2 separate regions of the Mus musculus genome follow, and region 1 is linked to region 2. Evidence: chromatin contacts called from public HiCAR-type data. All regions are on one chromosome and are shown on one strand. The core of a region is the stretch at or near the end of the contact, and the rest is flanking DNA. Distances in the headings are between cores, read along the strand shown. Region 1 has its middle 40 kb from the start of Fabp7. Region 2 overlaps Gja1 (gap junction protein, alpha 1).

What was found. HiCAR-type assays count read pairs that join an accessible place to other places.
Region 1: a HiCAR-type map of astrocytes shows a contact between it and region 2, with 3 times the contacts expected there. The contact joins two enhancer-like sites. A contact is called at or near these places in 2 of 39 promoter capture datasets (embryonic stem cells and hippocampal neurons), 2 of 115 datasets of contacts at active chromatin or transcription factors (astrocytes and embryonic stem cells) and 1 of 9 other capture datasets (embryonic stem cells).

The regions. Positions count from the first base shown.
Region 1 is chr10:57,742,020-57,747,505 of GRCm38.p6, reverse strand. No RefSeq gene overlaps it. Among named protein-coding and RNA genes, the nearest start is that of Fabp7, 40 kb to the left of the region's middle. Within about 2 kb of position 3,590, at least 59 of the 459 cell types and tissues checked have an H3K27ac peak or open chromatin away from gene starts, as enhancers often do. A contact at or near this core is called in astrocytes, where this site is marked.
Region 2 is chr10:56,381,128-56,386,902 of GRCm38.p6, reverse strand. All of the region lies in intron 1 of Gja1 (gap junction protein, alpha 1), which reads right to left. Among named protein-coding and RNA genes, the nearest start is that of Gja1, 6.7 kb to the right of the region's middle. Within about 2 kb of position 1,517, at least 21 of the 459 cell types and tissues checked have an H3K27ac peak or open chromatin away from gene starts, as enhancers often do. A contact at or near this core is called in astrocytes, where this site is marked.

The DNA.
Region 1 (5,486 bases), core at 2,341-4,840, 1.4 Mb before region 2:
TCTGTTGATCAAAGGAATGTGGGATTTTATTTTGTTCAAATTTACTAATACCTTCATTTTCTGATGAGCATGTCTGTTTTTTTGTAGTTAGGTATTTTGTCAACTTCACCCTGCCTACAGTCATCTGATAGGAAAGTCTCAGTTGAGAAATGTTCTAGATCAGATTGGCCCATGGCCATGTCTGTGGGTGGAACTGTCTTTTGTTACCTGATGAGAGAGGGCCCAGCCCACTGTCCCTAGGCATGTGGTCATGAGCTATATGAGGAAAGCTAGCTGAGCTTGAGCCTGTGTGAGAACCTCAGCCTAGGAGAAGATTTCCTATGCTTCCCTCAAGGATGAACTGTGACCTAGGAGTTTAAGCTAAATTGTTTCCTCCCATAAATCATTTTTGTCAGAATACTTTTATCACCTTAGTAAGGAGGAAACTACAAGTCAGTTTTTGCTGACTGCTGCCCACTTTTCATTTATCTACTACAAGGTAGGATTTGCTTTTGTTTGCATTTGCTTACAGGGACAAAACCCAGATGTCTCAGCCTGATTTTCCTGGGTCTTCGGGATCTTTGCAGAACCTCATTTTCAATGTTGAACCTTGCTTTTCTCTGTGTGTACCACAATGTGAAACTCAACAATCCACCTATGCAATTCTGGTCGCCACTCGGCACCTCTCATCTGAAATACTTGCCATTCCTTTTGAGTTCAGCCTTCCTCTGTGAGTTCACTCCATTGCCTCATTTGTAGCCTTCACTTATCACAGCTTACTCTGTCATGTGACCCACACTGATGCTGCTGCTCATCATTTGGCTGATCCTGAACGGAGGAGACAGCAGAAGCTTTGTAGGAGCACTCAGAGAGGCAGCCATAGAGGGGGCCCTCTTTTCACCCTCTCTGGCCACTGAAGACCTAATAGCTCTATGAGAACTCCAGAGCCATCCGGAACAGGAATGGGGTGCAATGAAGGGGCACAGGAAGCTTTTTTCCACAAGGAAGGAAGTTCTTATGAGTTCAACTCACTGAAATAGGAGGGCTTATCACCAAGGCAACACAGTGTAACATGTACGCAACCTAGGAAAGTTAGGCAGGCATCAGAATGGAACTAAATGTTTCCATATCTTGGAGAGGTAGTAAGGACTGAGGACTCAGCACACTCGTGTAGAATTAAGCTGTCATGCATGAGCATTGAAGAACTTGCTAATAATACCTTCAGTCAATGCTGAGAAACAAAGTCACCAAGTTTGAGTGTACTTTTCTGGAGATCACATGCAATATGCCCCATCTGTCTCCTCTCAAACTAGAAAAAAACAAAATAAGTAGTTCAGGGAAAATAAAATATAAATTTGTTTGCAAGAGTGAACAGGCCATTATTGCCAGAGTTTTATTCTTTTAAAATATCTCAAAAATAAATCCCCAAATTCAAAGACTATCAAGTCTAGGTTGTTAGCTTTCCTATAACTTCAGTTTAAGAAAACTGAAACTCTAGGAATGTGTAATAAAAGAGTACCTGCAAAGAAGCAAAGTATTCTTTCTCCCTCTTTTGGATTTAGTGATGGAATAACCCAGCCGCTGAGCCTCATTTTCTGCTAATAGGCAGAGTTAACTGATCAGTTCATCCCCCCAGTCTCTGATCATCATGGAGTAATCATTGCCTCACTACCTCCTGGTCCATTTCATAAACTTCCATTTTCTTGAGACAGAGATGTTCTGGTCTGAGGAGTGAGACTGTGTACTTGTTAATTATCACTGGGAGGTGAACACCTGCTCCAGAGACCTACAGACAGCCTGTCTGTGTTAACAGAGAATACTAGCAAAGACTGGCTGGTAACAGGAAGCAAGCAGACATGTGTCATGACCCTGCAACCTTTTGTAAAAGTAGTAAAAGCAGAATTATTACAGGGTGTGGCCCTCAGTGCAGAGGAAGTGAAATAAGTTGTGTCTTGTTTTCTCTACATGTTTAGTGACCTTGTGTGTGTACTTAAATCCCAGCTAATAGGCACCAAGAACAAAAATTATTCATTCAATGATTATAGCAGTACCTTAGAAAGAGATGGTATAGCTCATGAGAACCTGGAGGGGAGGCATAAACAGAAGCAAAAGAAACCCCGGGGCGGAGGAATCCACACTGAATTCTGCATCTGCTCTGTAACTTCAAAAGGACTTTGTTATAAATAAAAAGCATTCTTTTTCTTTAAAAAAAAAGATTTAATTATTATGATTAAGCACACTGTAACTGTCTTCAGACACACCAGAAGAGGGCGTCAAATCTCATTACGGATGGTTGTAAGCCACCATGTGCATGTATGTGGTTTCTGGGATTTGAACTCAGGACCTTCAGAAGAGCAGTCAGTACTCTTACCTGCTGAGCCATCTCTCCAGCCCAATAAAAAGCATTCTTGCCTTTAAACACATCCTCACCGTCAATAATCACCTTAACCTTTTAACTCATTTGTGCCTCAGTTTCTCCTGGTGCAAAACAGGGACAATAGTAGTACCATACCACGGGAGTATATGACTTATAAGGACCCATGTGAATAAAGCTCTCAGAATGATATGTGTACATCAGAGAACTATTATGGAAGTGTCTCTTGCTATCTGGGGAGATGATAGAAGTCCACAGTTTGGCTCTCTTACTCCTATATTCCTTTATCTCTCACTTTTCTCACTTCTCTCTCCCCTCTCCTTTCTCTTTGTCTTCTCCTCTCCTCTCTCCCCTCCCCCTTTCTCTCTCTTCTCTCTTTCCCCTGCATTTCTATAATAAACTCTTAAACCATAAAACAAAAAAGAAGTCCACAGTTTGAAAGTTCCATTTCTGAAGCCAGCCTGCCTTGCTTTAAAACCTGTCTTTGCCTCTTACTGGGCTCATCTTGGGTAGCCATTTTGGGCCATGTGCTCTCATGCATAGGGCTATAGTCAGAACTAATTATGTATGAAGCACTTAGGATAATAGTTAATGCTTAGTGTTAGACATTATGTTCTTCTCATGCTATCACTTGCATGTGTCCTCTCTAGGGAAAATACTCCAGTGGTACCAGCAGCTATACTCAGTGCCTTTAGTCCCCAACAGTTCCTTGCCAAGACTTCTTGGCCAGCATCCTCTTTGTACATTCAACGTTCCCACACAGCACACAGTGAGAAAATAGCTATCTCCTCCACCCCCACCCTGGGAAGACCAGGCAAATCAGTTAACCTCATGTCCTTTCTTTTAAGAGTCCCATTTTCTCACTAAGGAGGCTGTGCTCTGATAGAAGATATTCTGCACTAAGGCAAGAATAAAGACGCCCATTCACATGTTATTCACTTGCCTCAAGCTGCTTTGAGAGATCCAAATAAGTCTCAATTGGCAAATAGTGCTTCTAACTTGAAAGGCATCAAAGGCCTATTTGAATCTTAAAGTTTTACACAATTCAGAATTGTTTGTAATTTGATTTTAATAAAAAAAAGCATTGTGCACAACCGTATTAAATTAATAAATAAAATCTAGCTGGTTGTGTTGCATATAAGAAAGAAACTGTTGAATAGAAAAAGCCGTAGCCTTTATACATGCCTAAGTTTATTTTAAAGATGCACTATAGCTCCCTCTCCTGGCACCTAAGTTCAATAGTGTTCCCTAAAATTGAAAAGAAACCAGTAGCCAGATTAGAGTACTTTATTATAGTCCGATAAGGCATCTTTTCAGGGAGGGGTGTGTGTGTGAAAAACTGTAGTTTGGTGATTCCACCCCTGCCCGCTTAAGATAATCCCCACCAACACACAGCAGCATTAGTAAAAACAACGCAACAACAACAAAAATAATCTGGAAACCTAGGGCAATCTGGGCAGATTGGCTTTGATGTGTTAGCGGTAGAGTGACATCGCCACCTGGTGTCCATTTTATGAATTTTCATACATAAGTATTTAATTTTGTGAACATGTAAGCAAAATAATTTACCCAAGAAGCAATATCATTTACCCAATTTTAGGTAGAAATCCACCCAAATCCACACAAACTGGCTGCCTTGCTCTGTCCCTCTTAGTAGCCACCACACTGCGACATCGAAAAATTGATAGGAAAAAGTAAATCCCCGTTATTTTAAATCCAAATCGATTAAAAAAAAATAAAACAGGAATATCTGAACGTCTATTTAGTGCGCTGGGAGCTCTCACAGAACTGCCAAAGTCAAGTCCATGGAATCAAAGGAGTAACAAGCCCTTTGTTCTTAATATCTTACTCTCTGAAGAGTGGCTCCCCAAGGCCTCAGCAGCTGGGCTAGCCCACACCTTGGAGAAGCTGCGCAGTCACATGTGCCCCTCCAAGGCACATGGAACAGAACACATGCGCTCAATATGCTCTGATTTCAAATTTTTGTCAGTGGATATCAGATTGTTTGTATGCTGCTCCTGTTACAGTCTGCAGCTTGGCCGTCCCCCGAAGGGTTCCCTCATCAGAGCCATGGTACTATTCAGAGTAGTGGGAGGTAGGATCTATGATGGAATCTACAGTGAGATGAACCGGTCTTCCAACTGCATGCTCCCACCATGACCTTGCACAGAAACCTGTGAAATCACAAGCACACCTTTTCAGTCTCTCGGTTATCACTGGTACTTCCGTTGTAGTACTCCAAAGGTGCCCAATACTGTCTCAGAATGTCTCTGTGTTCTATTCACTGTCGCGGGAAGCCCCAGGACACACACAAAGGTTAAGTCTGGGAGTAGCACTTTATCTCTCTCCCATCTAGACACTCATCCTTGTCTCCTACAAGTATGGTCATCTACCCAATCTGTGGGTTTACCACAGATTTTCCATTTGGTTCACATTCTGAAAATTAATGATAAGTTAAATGATTATTGGGTTTGTCATCTAAACTCTTTTGTGGGGGGGAGAGAGAGGAGGAGGAAAAAGAAAGAGGAGGAGGAGGGAAAGGGAGAGGAGGAGACCCAAAAGATATGTACTATAAAAAGAGAGAAAACATAAACAAGAGATTAAAAACAAAATATCATGTTAAAATTAAAAAGAAAAGGAGAGAGAAGAGGAGGAGGAGAAAGGAAGGCGGGAAGAAAGAGAGAAAGAAAGAAAGAAAGAAAGAGAGAGAGAGAGAGAGAGAGAGAGAGAGAGAGAGAAAGGAAGGAAGGAAGGAAGGAAGGAAGGAAGGAAGGAAGGAAGGAAGGAAGGAAGAAGGAAAAGCAAACAAATAGCTCTAATATGATTCTCCTTGTATATAGCTTTTCGGTTTCGCTAGGATTCAGGCCGACTGAATAAAACTCTTGTCTGAATGAATATGGACAGTGTGGCCTTTTGGTTTAAGAGAAGCAGTGCACACTCTGGTTCAGAGTTCTGTCCTGACTCTCCGTGGATGCTGTGTGAGTTCTCAAGGCCACCCTCGGAATTTCCTTTATTCACTTGTGGAAATCAGAAGCAACAATTTTGTATGAATATTTCCCTGAAGCATTAAATAGCTTTCTCGTGTGCTTAGCAAACACCATTTCCCCAGGAGCACGGGCTCACGGTTTCTGCT
Region 2 (5,775 bases), core at 268-2,767:
GGTCTCCTATATTAGCCTGACATGTTATCTTCTCATCTTTGCCTTCTGAGATTATAGGCATGTGTTCTCATACTTTCCTAGCATGAGGGAGGAGGATTAGAGCTGTGAGACAGAGGCTACCCTGAAAGTCGGCCTACATAAGATCTTCAGACTAATGTACACATTTCAACTGAGTTCAATTTGTCTCACTTGTGCCGGGCATGATGGTGCACGCCTATAATCCGAGCACTCAGGAGGCAGAGGCAGGCGGATTTCTGAGTCCGAAGCCAGCGTGGTCTACAAAGTGAGTTCCAGGACAGCCAGGGCTATACAGAGAGACCCTGTCTAAAAAAAAAAAAAAAAAAAGTCTCACTGTTACTTAACAGCTTGATAAACAAAAAGGGACCACATTAGAGTATTTTCTGAGCCTGGTGGTGTGGCACACACCTTTGATTCTCTAGCACTCGAGAGGCAGAGGCAGGCGGATTTCTGAATTAAAGGCCAGACTGGTCTACAGAGTGAGTTCCAGGACAGGCAAGGCGATACAGAATAAAATTAAAACATCAAGTAACATGCAAAACAACAACAGAGAGACGGGGTAGGCATTTGTCAAAAAAAAAAAAAAAAAAAAGCTTTTCATCTTGTGGTACTTAGCATTTTAACAGTTCTTTACTGAACTTTGGGCCTGGAGCCAGTGCAATCACTTTCACCTAGCCAGGGCTGGAACCTCATGCCTATAGTTTCTGCACTTAGCATGTAGAAACAAGAAGAGAATCACTATGCTCATGAGGCTAGCCTGGTCTACACAATGTTCCAGGCCGACAAGGGCTGCAAAGTTAAGCTCTGTAATCAGAGTCAAAGCAAGAAGTAGCAGACACAGAGGCTGTTTCTTTTCAGCAGAGCCTTTCAGAAAAGTTGTAGTCAAAGATCCAATAATGAACTGCCTATAGCTCCTGAGGGAGGGGTGGGGTTGGGAACCTCTCTCCCCACTCCACGGGTGCCTTTGAAGATGGCTAGATTCCTGCCAAAACTAGAATAGTAAGATGTGGGTGGGCAGGCCCGCGCAAATAGTATTTTCTAAAAAGTTGTAGACAAAGGACTTTGCTGCTTCTTTCTGGGAAGTATTTCAGACTGTGAAATGACAATTCAGAAGGTGACATTAGTATATGACGTGTAAACAGAGAGGAGTGAAGTCTGGCACGGTCCAGAGTTAAACAGCCAGGCTTGAGGAGAAGGGGATAATCTTGATGGACAGTGTAATGGTTCGAGCACATAAAAGAAAGAGCCTCTATCTAATTTAGCAGAAAATACTGGACTAGGAGTGAAGGGTAGTCCACAAGGGTCAAGCAAACAAGGAAAAACTTTGGAGCCCATATCCAGACAGTTCTATGTGATGATGTGTAAATTGGCCCCACTTCTGTTTGTAAAGAATTGTACTATTCTGCCAGGGTCATCTGCTTTTGCTCAGTTATCCACTCGTTGGGGGAGTAGGGTGGTGAAAACAGAGTGATCAGCTGTTTGCCCGCATCTCACCGCGGTCATGCAGCAGTAGATCAAGCAAGCAGCTTGCTCAGCACAGAGCGGGCACCCCATGCGCCTCTACTGACCCAGTGCTTCCTTGCTGTTCAAGGTAAAGTATAGTTTGAGGGGAACTGGTGCAAGTTCATTAAGTTTTTAATATTCTGGAGTAAGACACTTGACTTTTGTATAATTCTGAGATTCCACAAAAATATTCCCAGTGCCAGGGCATGTGAATTGGGTCACCAGTCAGTTCTCTGGGTAAGTCTTTTTTTTATTGCACCAGCGATTTAATTGCAAAGCTGTCTTTTCTTTAAGCACCCACGCAGCAGTCATTTGCATTAATGAGTTACAGTCTTTCATCCGAATAAGATATGAATTATCCAATTTGGGCACTCTAGCTCCTGTAACATGTAGATACCTGTCATTACCACTATCGTAGACACCATCAAATAATGCTTAATGTGATGGCTCATCTTGTGACTCCAAACTTAGTTACCTCTCTGCTTTTAGCTCTCACTATCTCCAATCCACTGGCTGTTCCTCTGTTTTCTAGACCTTGCTTAATATTTCTACTTTTCTAAATTTTAGTCAAAACAAAACAAAACAAAACAAAAACAACTCTCCCTCCCCCCCCCCCCAAAAAAAGCAGTTTTGGTTTTTCAGCACAGGATCTTGCTAGATACTAGCTTAGATACTGACTAGACTCTAGCTTAGTATGTATGTAGCCCAGGCTAGCTTTTAACTTACAGCAAACTTTTCATGTTACTCTCCCAAAGTGCTTACAATATAGGCATTCACAACCAGACCTCTCTCTTAGTTCAAATATTAATGTTCTTTTATAACAAAAGGGCTTAATTATGTTCACAGAGTCCCTGGCACTACCATCTTTCCTTCTTTCTTCAAGCTATCAACAACACTTACAAGATGGGTACATGCCTTGCTTGACACAGAGGAAGCAGGCTTCGTGGTGCTCACTTTTTATCTAGATGCTCAAGTTGAAGCTTTGTAATTATACCATGGACTAAATTAAAGCTTTGTGCAAAGTTCTCAGATATAGCTCCCCCCCCCCACTTATTTCCTCCTTTGAATCAGAGTCTTATGTATCCTCAAAACCTGTACATACACATTGAAGGATGGCCATGGTCCACCTGCCTATACCTCTGCCAGGATTACAGGCTCAAACAAGTGCTCAAACTAGCTAGATCTCCAGTCCCTAGTAGCAGACTAGGCAGTGACCAGGTTGGTTACTCTAGAACTTTTGGTATCCCACGTTAGAACGATTGCCTTCTCTCCACAATCACCTAGACCAGATGCTCAAAGCCGGAGACACACTTGGTCTCTTTACCAAGTAGCTTTCCATCTACACCAGTCACACAAGCAGCATTTGCTGACGGAACATATGCCTGTCCCTCAAGAGTGGATTGAATCTGAACTTCTGCAAGGTGAGGCCTTGGGAGATCAGTCTTTGGCGGCGAGGGGGGGGGGTTTGTTTTGTTTGTTACTATTTAAATCAAATGTCTCAGGTGGTTCTAAAGTAAAGTCTTGGAGGCGAGAGCAGGCAATGAGTGGCCCCTCCAAAGATTGGGTGTTTTTCTGCCTAAAATATTTCCGAGTGGCGAAACATCTGGGAAGGAGAGAGGGCCAGTGTCTAAATATTTAGTTAGAGGTACAGAGCATTTGGGGACAGCAGCTCTCCGGCACCTGTGAAGTGAGGTCACTCTTGGCTCTGCTGGTTCTGTCCTTCACTTACTCCTTGCCACTGCCGGAGATCACAGGAATGAAAACTGTTTAACCTAAATGAGTCGTCTTCAAAATAGTTTACATCTTAGTTTAAATGTAGCCGACTGTGTCTTTCCCTGGAGTCTTAGCAAATCATCCCTACAGAAGCTGCAGGCGAATGAATCCCATGCTGCTGGTATTACAATAATATAACAACTGGAATAACTGACTTTTAATTGTACATACTTTCCAACAGACAACTAGAATGCTGAGTAAGAAGTAAAATTATGGACCATTAATTAAATTGAGATTTAATATCTTTTGAGAAGGCTCTCGTGCAGCCCACTTCTAGCACTAGGTTTGGCTTAGTATCTAGGGGTGATCGCTCTTCACCTCAGTGCTGAGATTACAGGTGTGTGCCAACACTCCCAGCTAGTAGCAGTCTTTTCTGGACAAGGTCTCACTATGTAGACGAGGCTGCCCTCAGAATAAGTGATCTGCCTACCCTGCCTCAGGAATGCTGGGATTAAAGGCATGCACCACCACCCACCACGCCTAGGTAGCAATCATCATAGAACATGTGAAGTGTATTTAGATGAAAGTCCTTTGATATTTTAGATAAAATTATGCTATCTAAAAATCCACAAGGAAATGCCTAAAGAAGTTCCTGATTAAAGCCACTTAATGGGCAATTTAATGGAGGACGTATTGCTTTGTGAGTCTTCCCACCCTGCCAATTCCTCCATGGTCCTCACCTCAGCCTTAAACTGGTGCCTGGGTGGTTACCTGCCTCAGCCTTCCAAGGGCTGAGATCATTCCAGCACCATTGTGGGTTTTTGTTGTTGTCCTTGAGTAGATGGGGTTTTTCTGTGTAGTCCTGGTGAGTCTTGAACTCAAGAGATCTGCCTGCCTCTGTCTACCAAGTGCTGAAATTAAAGGGGTGTACCACCACGCTCTACTTCCTAGTGTGCCAAGTGCAAAACATTGCATGTCTAAAACTTTTTTTTTTCTTTTTTTTTTTTATTTATTTTTTTCCATTTTTTATTAGGTATTTAACTCATTTACATTTCCAATGCTATACCAAAAGTCCCCCATATCCACCCACCCCCACTCCCCTGCCCACCCACTCCCCCTTTTTGGCCCTGGTGTTCCCCTGTACTGGGGCATATAAAGTTTGCAAGTTTTTTTTGGTTTTTCGAGACAGGGTTTCTCTGTGTAGCCCTGGCTGTCCTGGAGCTCACTCTGTAGACCAGGCTGGCCTCGAACTCAGAAATCCGCCTGCCTCTGCCTCCCGAGTGGTGGGATTAAAGGCATGCGCCACCACGCCCGGCTCTGCATGTCTAAAACTTAAATGCAAATCCCTCCTTCCAATTTTTTTTCTTTAAATTCTATAAGGAAACCCGCCTCTCATGCGAAATGCTTCCTTGTGCATCTTCCTCTGCACTTCCAACCACAGCCAGATTTTGGGGGGCCAGTTTTAAGTTGGTACATAATGAACACACCTGAATTTTAATGTGCAGATAAGTTTTATCAAGATAAAATCAGTCTATGAATGCTTCCACTCAGTACCCTAGCATTTAGCCTGACTCACCTCTCTTCAGTTTTCCTGTCTTCCCTAACTTGCCAAAATATTTGCATCTGCACTCTTCTTTTCAGGTCTCACCTCATTAGCTAGCTTTCCTGAGCAGGAACTATGAAATAGCCCTTCCCCAGGTCCCGGAATTTCCTGTTTCCTCTGTCCAATTTAAAAAAAAAAAAACAAAAAAACCCAGCTTTCCTCTGTGCCACGTAACGTACATTTGCTTACTGTCAGGATCCTCCTCTAGAACGTGAACTGTGAGGAAGCTTGCTTTCCCACAGCTCCAGTACCCCAGAATAAGATAGGCTACATAACTATCTGTGAGGGAATTCAGGGGACTCTCACCTGGCAGGGTTGTTGACGCCTGTAATCTCAGCATTTAGCACGCTGAAACAGAAGGATCCTGACAAATTTAAGGTCAGAGTCAGGTCTATAAAAGCAAGACAGAACAAAACAAGCAAAAACTCTTCTTTTAAAAAAGTCAGAGAGGCTGGAGAAATGACCCAGCAGTTAGGAGCACTTGCTACTCTTGTGGAGGACATAGTTTCAGTGCCAGAGGACCCAATCCCTCCTTGGATGCGTAGGCATCCGGCACACACTGTGTACATTCATACATTCAGACAAAGCACTCATCCACCTAAAAAGCAAAGGCTATTGCTCTGTGTGTGTTCTCTCCCCTAGTTAAAGTAGTACCTAAATTTTTCAAGTGACAGTTAACCAAAGGACTGCTGTTGGTTGAAAAGACATGCTTTGAATCATTCTTGAGCCGTTTTAATTTACAATGAGACCTCAATGGAGGTTAGGATGCTCTGAGAGATGCTCCAACCCCCCCAGTTCTGAGTGCTTTAATGAATGGTAACACACGATTACAAGGCAGAAGCCAAGGACAATCACAGAAAACTTCTGCTTGAAAAGTTTACATCAACCTTTGTAGCCTTATATCAGGTGAGTAAGTTTAGCTCTTTTGTCAATGACAC